Regions from separate parts of the Mus musculus genome. Here all the other regions are linked to region 2. The links are chromatin contacts, called in public HiChIP or PLAC-seq and promoter capture Hi-C maps. All regions are on one chromosome and are shown on one strand. The core of a region is the stretch at or near the end of the contact, and the rest is flanking DNA. Distances in the headings are between cores, read along the strand shown.

Region 1 (3,985 bases), core at 761-3,260, 1.5 Mb before region 2:
AAAAAAAACCAACAAGCCCGTCAGAAGAGGGTGGAGGGAGGGAAGGAAGTTCTGCGTTCCCCTGTTTGGTTAAACCTTTGGTCTCTCTGCTTTGTTTTGCTCTTTCTGTTCTGTTTCTCTCTTGAAGAGATAAAAGTATTGTGCTGGCTTAAAATTTCAGTGGAAAAAAAGTATTTTAACTTCGGTGTGGAAGGGTAGGCAAGAGTTTTTTGCTCTTTCTTCTTTACATTTCGCTGGCTATATACAAAGGCAACGAATTTAAAAGGCAGGTTATCACAGCCCTGACATACTAATTCCAAACCTTCTCCTCACCAGGTCCACAAATATTTATTTTATGCTCACTGTCTGTTAGTTTCTGGGATGCCAGGCCTGTGAGGCAGTCTTTCTACTTTCCTGGGAACAAGCTCTTGCATGCAATCCACAGACAAAATAATCAGAGGGCAATCCACCTCATTCCTCTAGCAGCTGCCAACCAAAACCTGAATCTCAGAGCAGAGTTAACCAGCCAATAAACCAGTGTGAGTAAAATACATTCAATAACAACTAGAACGCCAGCAATTGCTGGAGACCCTGGATAAGGGGACCGGTCACCTCTGTCCTTGCTAGGAAGTTTAATGCCTTGCCATGGCGATCAGGGCTGAGGGTGGGCAGAGAGTAGTGGAGAGTTACCTGAGAGCTCAGGTAGATTTTGAGGCACTCCTCGCACACCGCCTTCTTGCAGCAGGGCAGGGGCTTGATGGGTTTGTCTTCCAGGCACACCCGGCACATCAGCACCATGAGGGGCGCATAGGGGTCCCCTACTCCCCCCAGGCCAGAGTAGGGTGGAGCCCCTAATAGGCCAGGCACGGAGAAGGGCTCCGGAGCCAGGTAGAACTCCAGCTCGATGCTGCCGCCGTCGGGGGAAAGGGGGTCAGCCGGGAGCGACAGCGGGGAGCTGGGGAAGGAGGGCGGCGGGCTGGCGGGAATCGGCCCCAGCGGTGCTTGAGGTGGGGACTCCGACGGCGACGGGGACTCGGCGGAGGGGGCCTCGGGCAAGTCGCTCTCCACGCAGTACACGGAGCAGAGGACTTGCGGCTTGGCGGGGGGCGGGTGTCGCTGGGCCAGCACGTCCAGGAGCAGCCCGTCGGGGGGCTGCTGGCCGGGGGGCGCCTCCCGTGGCCCCGCTCCCTCCGCCTCGCGCTCCAGCTGCAGTTCCAGACTCTGGGGGTCCAGGGGCCCGCTGAGTGGCAGTCGCGCGGGCTGCCCTGCCGGGGCCCGGTTGCTCGCAGGCTCCTGGACACTCGCGTCCACGCAGCCCGGGTCTCTGCCGCCGCCGCCGCCGTTCGGCCGTGAAGAGGAGGCTGCAGCGCGCGGCCCGGCTGTCCGGACGCGGTCCCCTCGCGGCCTGGGGGACTCGGGCTGGCCCGCCGAGCCTCCGCCAGAGGCCCGCGCCCCGCCGCTGCCGCTCACCGTGCTCTGCTCCTCGCCCATCGCCGCCCGCGGCCTGCGCCGCCGCCGCCCATCCAGCCGCCCGGACCCCCAGCCGGCGCCGGGCAGCGCGGGCAAGCGGCTCCGCTCCACTCGCGGCGGCCCTTCTGCTTCCGGATCCCTCCTCCGGGGCCGGGACGCCCCAAGCGCCCTCCGGGGAGCCCGGGCTCCCGGGCCGCAGCGTGCGGGCAGCCGGCTCCTCCTCCTCCACCTCGTAGTCGTCGTCTTCCTCCTCGTCCGGCGCGGCCGGGCACCGCCTCGAGGACTCCGAGGGCCTCAGGCTGAGGGGGCCCGGCCCGCATGCACGTCGCGGCGCTGCCGCGGACCCGCGAGTCCCGGGTGGGGCGGAAGAGTTCCCGGGAGGCGGGAGGAGACGGTCAGCCCCGCGCCATCCCTGCCTCCGCGGCGGGGCGCGCAGCCGGCGATCCCGAGGGTCGCCGGGCCTGTGGCGTCACCGAGAGGTGGCCGAGTCCGCAAGCAGTGGCTGGTGTCCCTGGAGGAGAAGCGGGAGACCTCCCTCTCCTCGTGCAGCACCTAGGGCCCTGCTCCCTCCCCTCACCCCACCCCTTTGGCACACACCTCCCCACACGTACACACATACGCGCGCGGGCGCCCACGCACACAGTCGCACGCACACAGGAGTGAGGGTGATCTAAGCTGAGCTGTGCTCTCACCCCTAAGAATTCCCACTCGGCCCCAGCCAAATGCTTAAGCGCTTGCAGGCGCCCCTTAGTGCTCTGCTTTAAGTAGAACTTCCGACAAAAACTGCTGGACCCTGGGCTCTGGACGGAGAACACACTGGGATGTCACGCTCGAGAAGTAGAGGCGATGGTGTGCATTCTACCTGGTGCGATAGGAAGGATCTTCGAAAACCATAAATAACCCAAAAGCACTTGTCGTCTGCTCCTCCAACTATAATATTTACAAGCACTAAGGAATAACTAATCTGACATTTACTGCTTTTCCTCTGCTCAGTGTTCTCTCGCGAATTATTTTTGTGGGCTCTTGGGGTTTTGTTTGTTTGTTTGTTTGGTTTTTGTTTTGTTTCTGAACCCCTTTAAGTGGGTAGCCTGGCCTGATTAATCAGCTGGATCATCATTAGGAATCAGGGAAACTTATTAACATAACCATATTCATACCCAAAACTGTTTCCAAGGCAACAATTATATCTCAGCCAGAACTTAATTATGTGTTGATCTATCTTTATTTTACAGGAAGTATTAGTCACCCAAACACTGGTGTGATTTAGTTTTCTAAAGCCAATGAAAACATTTTTGGGAAGCCAACCATTTTTATTTTTTTAAAATAGGGAGGGAATTCAATTTACACATTCATGTCAAAGGAAAAATCTGTTAAATGTGTAGATTATTTTTTAACCTTGAAGTTGTTATTGATTTGTTCTAAAATATTTTCCAAGGCAAATGCAAAGGCTACAAGGGAACTAAGAATTCAGTATTGACCAAGCAGAGACCCAAAGGTCATGGGTTTCAATCAGGTGCGGTTGAAGCTCAGGTACACCAGAGCATGGTGACTTGCCGCCAGATGCCCTGGCACTCAGTAGTCTGACCCAAGAATGAAGAATAACTATTTTTTGATGATTAAATGGTACTCAGGCAGCCTGGAGAGATAGCTCACTCACTCAATCCTCAGTATCCACCTCAGAAACACAACCCGCTGGAAAGCCCAGACAGGTAAGTGGACGGATGTTGCTGGGACTCCAGAAGACTCCATCTCCCTGTTCAAGGATTGCCCTTTCTTTCCTTACCAGGACTTCTTCCTGCTACATGCTGCTAGCATTTCTGAGCAACATGTCATCTTCCTCTAGGTAAATCCTCTCGTGCCTGACTCCTGGGCCTGGCACCTCTAGCATGAGGTCTGGGACTCACAGGTCCCCAACAGCACAGAGGAATCATAACGCAATCCTATAATGGTGGGTCTTTGCTCAGTCTATCCCAGGTTCATGGAGCACCACTGATAAGTGTGCTGATGGGATTTCTTTCTTTCTTTCTTTCTTTCTTTCTTTCTTTCTTTCTTTCTTTCTTTCTTTCCTTTCTTCCTTTCTTTCTTTCTTTAAAAAAAAAAGAGTGAAAATATAGTTACTAGCTGGGTAGTGGTGGCACACACCTTTAATCCCAGCACTTGGGAAGCAAAGGTCAGGTGGACCTCTGAGTTCAAGGCCACTTTTGGTCTGTAGAGTAAGTTCTAAGTCAACCAGAGCTACATGTAGAAAACCTCTGTCTTAAAAACAAACAAACAAACAAAACAACAATGGCAAAAAGAAAAAGAAACAGGAAATATAGCATATATATATATATATATACATATATATATACATATATATATATATGTGTGTGTGTGTGTGTGTGTGTGTGTGTGTGTGTATAACAAAATTTTCACAGACATACTATAGACGTTAATATTGTCTCTGCTCAGACCATCAGCTGACAAACTGTATATGGCTGTTTCTGCAACAAAAGTGTCTTTAGTGTCCTGCCTATATCACTTTCAACTCTCAGCA
Region 2 (3,786 bases), core at 413-2,912:
AACAGGTGGTCTTTTGAGAGCCTGTCCATGGTGACATGCCTCCTCCCACAAGGCCACACATTCAAATACATCCCAAATAGTTCCATCAACTAGGAGCAAAGCATTCAAATACATAGCCTTTGGGAGCTATTGTTATCAAATAACCACAGGAGAGAACCACAGTGAGGTGAACTCTGCTTTCAGGGAACACTTCTAGATTAACCCAGTATTCCAAAGGCATCATTTTGCCTTTTGGATGGTCTTTATTTGCAGTGATTCCTTTAATTTGGAATCAGTACTGCCTGCAAGAGGACATTAGCTCTCAGGTAATGTATGAGCACTGTAATCAATGTTAATCATCTCAGTCCAGTCCCAGCTGCTAGTTGTGGGCTCTGTATAACATTAAGAGTCTACCTGGAATCTTTTCCTCCCGTCTGAACTAAGAGTTCTGACTTGTTTATTCAGCTGATTTCTATGCAATTTCTGTTGTGCCATGAAATTGAGGCAGCCAATGAAGACAGCTGGTGACATGTAGGATGTCATTGTCTATGCAAATAGCTGTCACATCATTCTTCTGAGCCTCATTTTAAAACAGAAGATAGAGCTGTGCTTTGTAAACTAAGAATTGCCTACAGATTCAAGAGATTCTGTCAGCCAATGGCAGTGAGTTAAGGCAAAGAGACAAAACTGCAAGCTTTTATTAAGTTGAATGTGAGATGAAAATAAAAGATAAGGAAAGCCAGCCCTTGATAATTCTCAGATTGGTTAAAGTTTATGATCATCAATGCCCTTTGATTCTCCTTCCCCTTCCAACCACCAACTACTGAATATTTCTCTTCTCATTAACACCTGTCTAGAAGTGGGAAGGTGAAATGCTAATCAGGCAATTTAGCTAATTGTTAGCTGCTGCTAGGATTTTTTTTTCTTCCTTTCTTTCAAGTTCGGAAAGGGAAATGGTGAAATCCATTTCTAAAATGTGAACAGTGGATTTCTAAACTTTATTTCACCTTCTCTTTCTTTCACTGCTGAAATGAATTCAGATATTTTGTTTTTAATAAGGTGTTGGAATAAAACCCTGAGACGGCATACTTCTCAGAGATTGATTTTTATTGTCACATTACATGCTTCTTATTGACTAATATTTAAAAATATTAATTTTTTACAACATGACTAGCTTAAAAGAATGGCCAGGAGTTACAAATTTCAGTTCTGAGTGTAGCCCTATATAAGTGCACTTGACTAGAGGATTTGGGACAACAACAAACCAACACAGAAAAATTACTAACAACTGCCCTCCCCTCTGCCTGTGGTAGACATTACATGATCCTCCCCTAGCCAAATAAGGGAGAGAGGAATGTTCTGAGTATTAGAGGCACTAAGAATAAATCTGAGCTATCTAGGGTAAGATTACTTTCAACTCTTTATTTTATGTTTTCTGACACCAATCCCCAATCTGTAATTATATCAGAGACACTGCGGGGGCTTAGACAGCACTTTCTAGATACTCTGGCTTTGTTTTCCTCTTTTATTTATTTGCTTTTATTTATTTACTTACTTATATTTGCCTGTATCTTTAGGGCTTGAGAGTTGGTGTGTGTGTGTGTGTGTGTGTGTGTGTTCCTCCAGAGTGCCAAAAAAAAAAAAAAAAGTGCTGAAGAGTCCAAGGCAGATGAGGCTATTTTTGTTTGAAGCTGATACTTTTAGCTGAGCCACAAGTACTGCTTGGAAAGGGCTTAGGTTGTTTCCAGGGGGAGAACTCTGCAGAGAAGAGGCAAAGTTCAACAAGACAACAAAAATCAGCCAGAAAATCCAGGAAAAGGAAGAGCCCTTGTCATACCCCTCTACCAGAGTTCTCTAATCCTACCTTATTCTGCAAAGTGCCACTTGACTGGAACTCTTCACCTGCTTGATTTCTGCACCCACCATGACTGAGATCACTGCTGAAGGTACTGTTGCCTGGGGACATTATGTAAATCAACAGCCTCAGGGACGCTATAGGCTTCAGCTGGCTTCTAGTTAATTAGTTCTGTGAGTCTACACAGGATCTGCAAAATGAAATTGGAAGCTGAGCGGTTGCCAGATTTGTGTGTTTGAGGGAGCAAGGGGAGATTTATCGGGAATTTTACGTGTGGAAAGTATTTTCTGCTATGCTAGAGGCCCCACTACCCTCTCCGTTATCACCTCACCTCTATAAATAGCTGAGGACATGGTGGCAAAAAATTTAAGACAAAAATTATAAGACATGTGAGGATGGAGATGGAAAAAAATCAGAATATTATGTGTGATGTGTCAGTTTAGAAATATGATCTGGAGCATCTTTTCTTTATAGTATTTAAAATTTGAATTCTTAAATGTCTTCTCTTTCCAGCTAGGGTGCACAGCTTGCTTATATGCATCGCAGATAGAAGTGCCCTGAAGAATCATAGTCATTTTACCATTGACAAATGCTCAAAGACAAAGTTAGAAATTTCAGAAAGTCAGAGAAGTCTAACTTTTAAAAATAAAGCATTTAACTCTTAGAAATCTAGTTATTTTGTAAACTCATTTCTTGTTTCTCTATAAGTAGTGTGTTTTATATTTATATTAACATATTTTCTATTTATACACTTATAATAAATCTACAAACACTCACACCCGTCTTACTAATGAAGTAATTCTTTAAAAATAATACAGTCTGGCTTTAGTTGAGGTAAAACTATGGAAGATACGCTTAACATTCTCTCTGACAGCAATAAGTACATAAGGCAGGTGGTACTTTTGACAGTTTCCAAGTTAAATGTCATTTTGTTTTTAACGAGACTGTAAAATAGAAATCTATTTGTTTTATCTTTTGTGTGGGTAGAAATCTATGTAAAGAAAATAATTTTCCCTGAAGATTTAGGCAATATCTGTGAGGAAAAAAAATGCCTTGCTTGTATTAGTTACAGAGATAGCCTGTCACCACAAATTAATAACAATATTACTGAGAGATTTCCATTTATTAGGTATTTTGTTTAGAAACTTATGCACATTTCGTTTGTGAGACCTCACACCATTCCACTAAGTAGCAATTTGATGTCTATTTCACACACAAAAAACCCTGTTACTCAGATATTCCATGACTTCCCATTACCAAATTGTAGTCAAGATTGGGTATCAGCTCCTTGAAGCCAGCCTGTGTTTTCTCTTTTCCATTAGAGGATATAAAATTTACTGTTTGCCAGTTTTAGTTCAGAATTTGCTAACTGAATGTAAATAATATTATAATTTTTTTTTCTATACTTTGGACATTCTGTGTCATGTCGCCCTTATGTTGGCCTTGAAAAGATCTGTCTATAAAAGTGTTCTGCTTATTCCTGTACAAGGTATTAAGAAACCTCTGGGCATTCCTGTCAGCCTGTGCTTGGAACCTAGGCTGCCACTAATTTCAGACATTGCTGGCCAATCGTGCTCCTTGATTACAGTGCATGTCCTACATGCATTTGCACTTGATCCATAGCACGTTTTATTAAAGGACTGTTGTTTTGAAATAGAATTATTTGTACCCATAGGGAGTTGAAGATGTTGTGAAGCCTCTGTGGTAGGGCCCATAAAACAGCAACTGAGAAAATCTGAGTTGACTACGTGAGCACAGCATATAATTTTCTGGATAATCATCATTTCCCATAGTCTGGTCTTCGGAGTAGGTAGGGTCTCTACCATGTGATCATGAGTGTTGTACTTATTCCTTCTTTGCAATGATCTGTTTATTTGTCAGGAGAAACTTAGATTGCCAGCTCAATGAATTTGTGTTATCTGTGGTTATTACCATAGTCAGTCTCCTCAGTT
Region 3 (3,609 bases), core at 772-3,271, 1.3 Mb before region 2:
TGACACTGGCCATCTGGAGACATGCTCAAAACATACAGAATGTAGTTTGATAAACAGAGTAGGCCAGCAGACTTTAGAAGAAAAATCAAAAAAAAAAAAAGTAATAGAAAATTATCCTGAAAGCAGTGAGTTCTTTTCTGTGGTTCTCTTTTTCAAAAGAAAGATTTTATAAATTGATTGTGACTTTTGTCCCTAGGCCCCTTGACTTGAGAGAATTCAGGACAGGGCTTTATTCATTTGCATTTAGTTGGTGGGCATTTGTATGTGTCTAACTTCAAATTTAAGTAGCTAGAATTCATTTTCCAATATTGATTTCAGACTAAGTCCCTTAGGTTATGACAGTCCACAACTTTTCCCTAGGTGATTTTCATATTGAATAACATCTGGAAAAGGCATTGTGTCTCTATTAGGTAAGGTGGTAACCATAGTCATTTTTTATAGTAGCCATGGGGATTCCAGGAACTTCCTGTGGATTTAAAACTTACAATTTCCTAGGTATCCTAGAAAAAAAATGACACAGAGTTTATATATAATCTACACACACCCTGCACTAGACACAGTCATCTTTGGATTACTGCATTGGATTGTATTATCCAATGCAGTGTAAATGTTCTGTTCAATAAACAGTTGCTATCATCTATCTATCTATCTATCTATCTATCTATCTATCTATCTATCTATCTATCTACTCTTTGTAACTTTTGACAAGGACAACACATCTGGCCATAGTTTGTACAAATGTACTCTTCCCTCTCCCCAAATATTTTCTATCTGCCATTTTGAGTCTACAAGTAAAGGAATCCATAGATATGGATAAAGTATTTAGAAAAAGGTACTTTAAAATGGATGCATGTACTTTGTTCTAATGAAATTACTTTAAGAAAGAAACTAATGAAAATGGAGAAGTCATGTATTGAAGGACTTTTTTTTTCCCTCTTAAAGACTGTAGATATTTTCTATAAAGATCTTTTAATAGCAGGTAACACTCGAAGGTAAATTTTTAGTATTGTCACTGAAGTGACAAAGTGTCAATGCTATGCATCAGGGGGTGGGGTCTAAGCAAGAGAAAAGTGCCATGCATATGGTAAAAAGGATGAAGACCAGTGATCCCAGACACTTTAATTTCTTTTATAGAAGATTGTAAACAAGAACAAATATGGGGTGTTAACTGGTTGGAGGAGACATGGGGCCATAAAGCTATGGTCAGAGACAGGGGAGCTGGGCTGTAAAGAGCATAGTGAGGATGCCCACTCTAAGGTATTTGCAAGAGACCAACATTTAGTTCTTAAAAGGACAAGATGTTCTCTTAAGACAGAACAAACACAAACATGTGTGTTCTAAGGGCCACTGTGCTCAAATGGTTGAGACAGTCCATGCTTTGCTTTTAGTTTTCCTTGGTGTGGAACTTTTCATCTAAAAGCAGATGATGTTACAGTTGAAAGTGTCGGGATTTCTTGCTTGATGGTAGTGAAGATGCTGCCATGCTGGGCAGCATTACTACCCAAAAATTCTAATCTGAGGCCACCTCCACTCTTCCCTCCATAAATACACTTATACATTAAAAAAGCATATTATGTGCGTGCACATGTACACGCATGCTTGCCTGCTTCTGCATGTACATATGTGCTTGTGTATGTGTGTGTGCATGTATGTGTTTGGGGTATAGCTTGATTTGTGCTCCCTCATTTTATAAATAGAAGGCTTAAATTTGAGTCAAAGCCTTTAAAGAGCCAATTAAAGTTACACACAGTCATCAGAACAGTGCTGCAGTCTAACTGGCTCGAAATTATTAAAAATAACTAGAAAGAGATGGAGAATATGGTACACAAGGACTTTGAAAAAGTACCATATATAAGGCAGGGAGAGGTCTCAGGACAATATGTGTGCTAACACCTCGATCTTGGAGTTTCAGCTTCCAGAACTGGGAGAGAATAAGTTTCTGTTGTTTAAGGTGTTGACGCTGTGGTGTGTTCTCATGGCAGCTCTACTGATTCATAGGAAACAGAACATGCTGCCTGATGTCATATTGTAGTGTGAACAGCAGGTGGCAGTGGTGTGCTGTGAGTTCATGCGGTCAGCTCATTGGCCAGGCTTTAGCTCTGGTTTTGACTATGGGGTCAAGCACAGAGAAGTTCCCGTTCAAGCTTTTCACTGCAGAGAGATGTTGTATTAGTGGATCTGTTATAAGGCTAGCCATGAAGCTTGGTAGGCTCAGTGCTCTCCTAGCACACACAAGACTGAGCTCAACTCAGCATTGCAAAAACATTGCATACTTATAATCCCTGCACTTGGGAGGAGGAATCAGATCAGAAGTTTGAAGTCATCTTGGCTACATAGTAAGTGTGAGGCTAGCCTGAAATATTAATTCCTCCTCTCAATCTCCCCTCCTCTCCCGTGTTATGCAGTCTAGTACCCTCTATTTGAATAATGATTTCTTACTATTTTATGGAGTCTAACTTGTGTTGATGCTCATGGTTCATGGTTCCTTGGAAGTTGATGCCTCTCCCTGTAGAGAGAATCTCTTTGTGTAATATTTGGAAGCATCACTTGCCAGTAAAAGGCTGATGGCCTATTAGCTGAGGCAGGAAATAGGGGGTGGGAGTTCTGGTAGGGAGATAGGAACTCTGGGTGCTGGCAGAGGTTCAAACACTGAGGACACAGATGCATGAAGTTGAGAAGAGGTAACCAGCAACGTGGCATTCATATAATACAGTAAATGGATTAATTAAGTTATGAGATATTTGGGGAATGAGTCAAAGCTTATGGCATAGGCATTCATTCATATATTATTAAATCTCAGCGTCATTATTTGGGGAACTGAGATGCAGGTAGAACATGCTGAAGGTATAAGTACCGTCTCACTTCTGCTGGGTACTCTGAAGACTGAGCACAGAGCTGTTCACTTTCAGATCCTCCGCAAGCTTATTTTATTCACCCGGTAGCCATAACCTTGTCCTTATCTCTACAGTGTGTTCTCACCACAAGTTACAGAACCTAAACTTTCCTCTAGGGATGGAGAGAACTAATTTGACAAGCAGGTAGCTTTAAAAAGATACTGTGGAAGCTTCAGTGTTGCACAAGCATCAGAGATTTCTTAAGTCTTCAAGGCTTGCTTTCAGAGTACCCCCTTTTGTTGTTTTTGTTGGCTTTCTTAAAAATAAGGGTCAAAATAATTTTCTTTATTCCCAAAGTTGGACAAACATTTCAACTCCTCTTTACTTAAGATTATTAGAAGTCAGATTTCTGGTCAGTGTCTTTCGATAAGCACATGGTAAGAGACTAAGACAATGATCGTAGTGTGAGAAATGCTAGCTAAGAGTTTACTCTGTAAACACTCCTAACTGTTGCTGGAAATCACCACAGATAAACGTAACTAGAAGTCACCAAAGGTCACTGTATGCAAGCAGCCTTGACACACATTTGTGGGCTGTGTGCTTTGCCTGTCAGAGTCTAAACCTGATGCTAATGGCTTAGGAAAGCCAGACAAACAGTTTGAGTTCTCGGATCACCATGAGGAAACTTGTATAGGATATAGTTTCTTACCCTTTGGATTAATAAAGGCAGGAATAAGGAGGTAACAAAATAGATAAAAGACATTACTTTCCGAAG

Evidence for each region. Promoter capture Hi-C pulls out the DNA fragments that hold promoters and counts their contacts. HiChIP or PLAC-seq counts read pairs in DNA pulled down with a chosen protein or histone mark.
Region 1: an H3K27ac HiChIP or PLAC-seq map of cardiomyocytes shows a contact between it and region 2, with 5 times the contacts expected there. The contact joins the promoter of Rnf217 here to the promoter of Trdn in region 2. A contact is called at or near these places in 2 of 39 promoter capture datasets (cranial neural crest and hippocampal neurons), 1 of 484 Hi-C or Micro-C datasets (cardiomyocytes) and 3 of 115 datasets of contacts at active chromatin or transcription factors (cardiomyocytes, embryonic forebrain and forebrain).
Region 3: a promoter capture Hi-C map of hippocampal neurons shows a contact between it and region 2, with 12 times the contacts expected there. The contact joins the enhancer-like site here to the promoter of Trdn in region 2. A contact is called at or near these places in 15 of 39 promoter capture datasets (the 3T3-L1 cell line, 3T3-L1-derived adipocytes, the C10 cell line and 8 more).

Annotation. Positions count from the first base shown.
Region 1 is chr10:31,607,715-31,611,699 of GRCm38.p6, forward strand. Rnf217 (ring finger protein 217) reads right to left here and starts at 2,011. Exons shown (of 6, transcript NM_001146349.1): 1 at 670-2,011. The coding sequence starts at 1,470.
Region 2 is chr10:33,081,821-33,085,606 of GRCm38.p6, forward strand. It overlaps Trdn (triadin), which reads left to right and starts at 1,663. Exons shown (of 38, transcript NM_029726.2): 1 at 1,663-1,925. The coding sequence starts at 1,904.
Region 3 is chr10:31,740,565-31,744,173 of GRCm38.p6, forward strand. All of the region lies in intron 5 of Nkain2 (Na+/K+ transporting ATPase interacting 2), which reads right to left. Among named protein-coding and RNA genes, the nearest start is that of Rnf217, 130 kb to the left of the region's middle. Within about 2 kb of position 2,022, at least 7 of the 459 cell types and tissues checked have an H3K27ac peak or open chromatin away from gene starts, as enhancers often do. A contact at or near this core is called in hippocampal neurons, where this site is marked.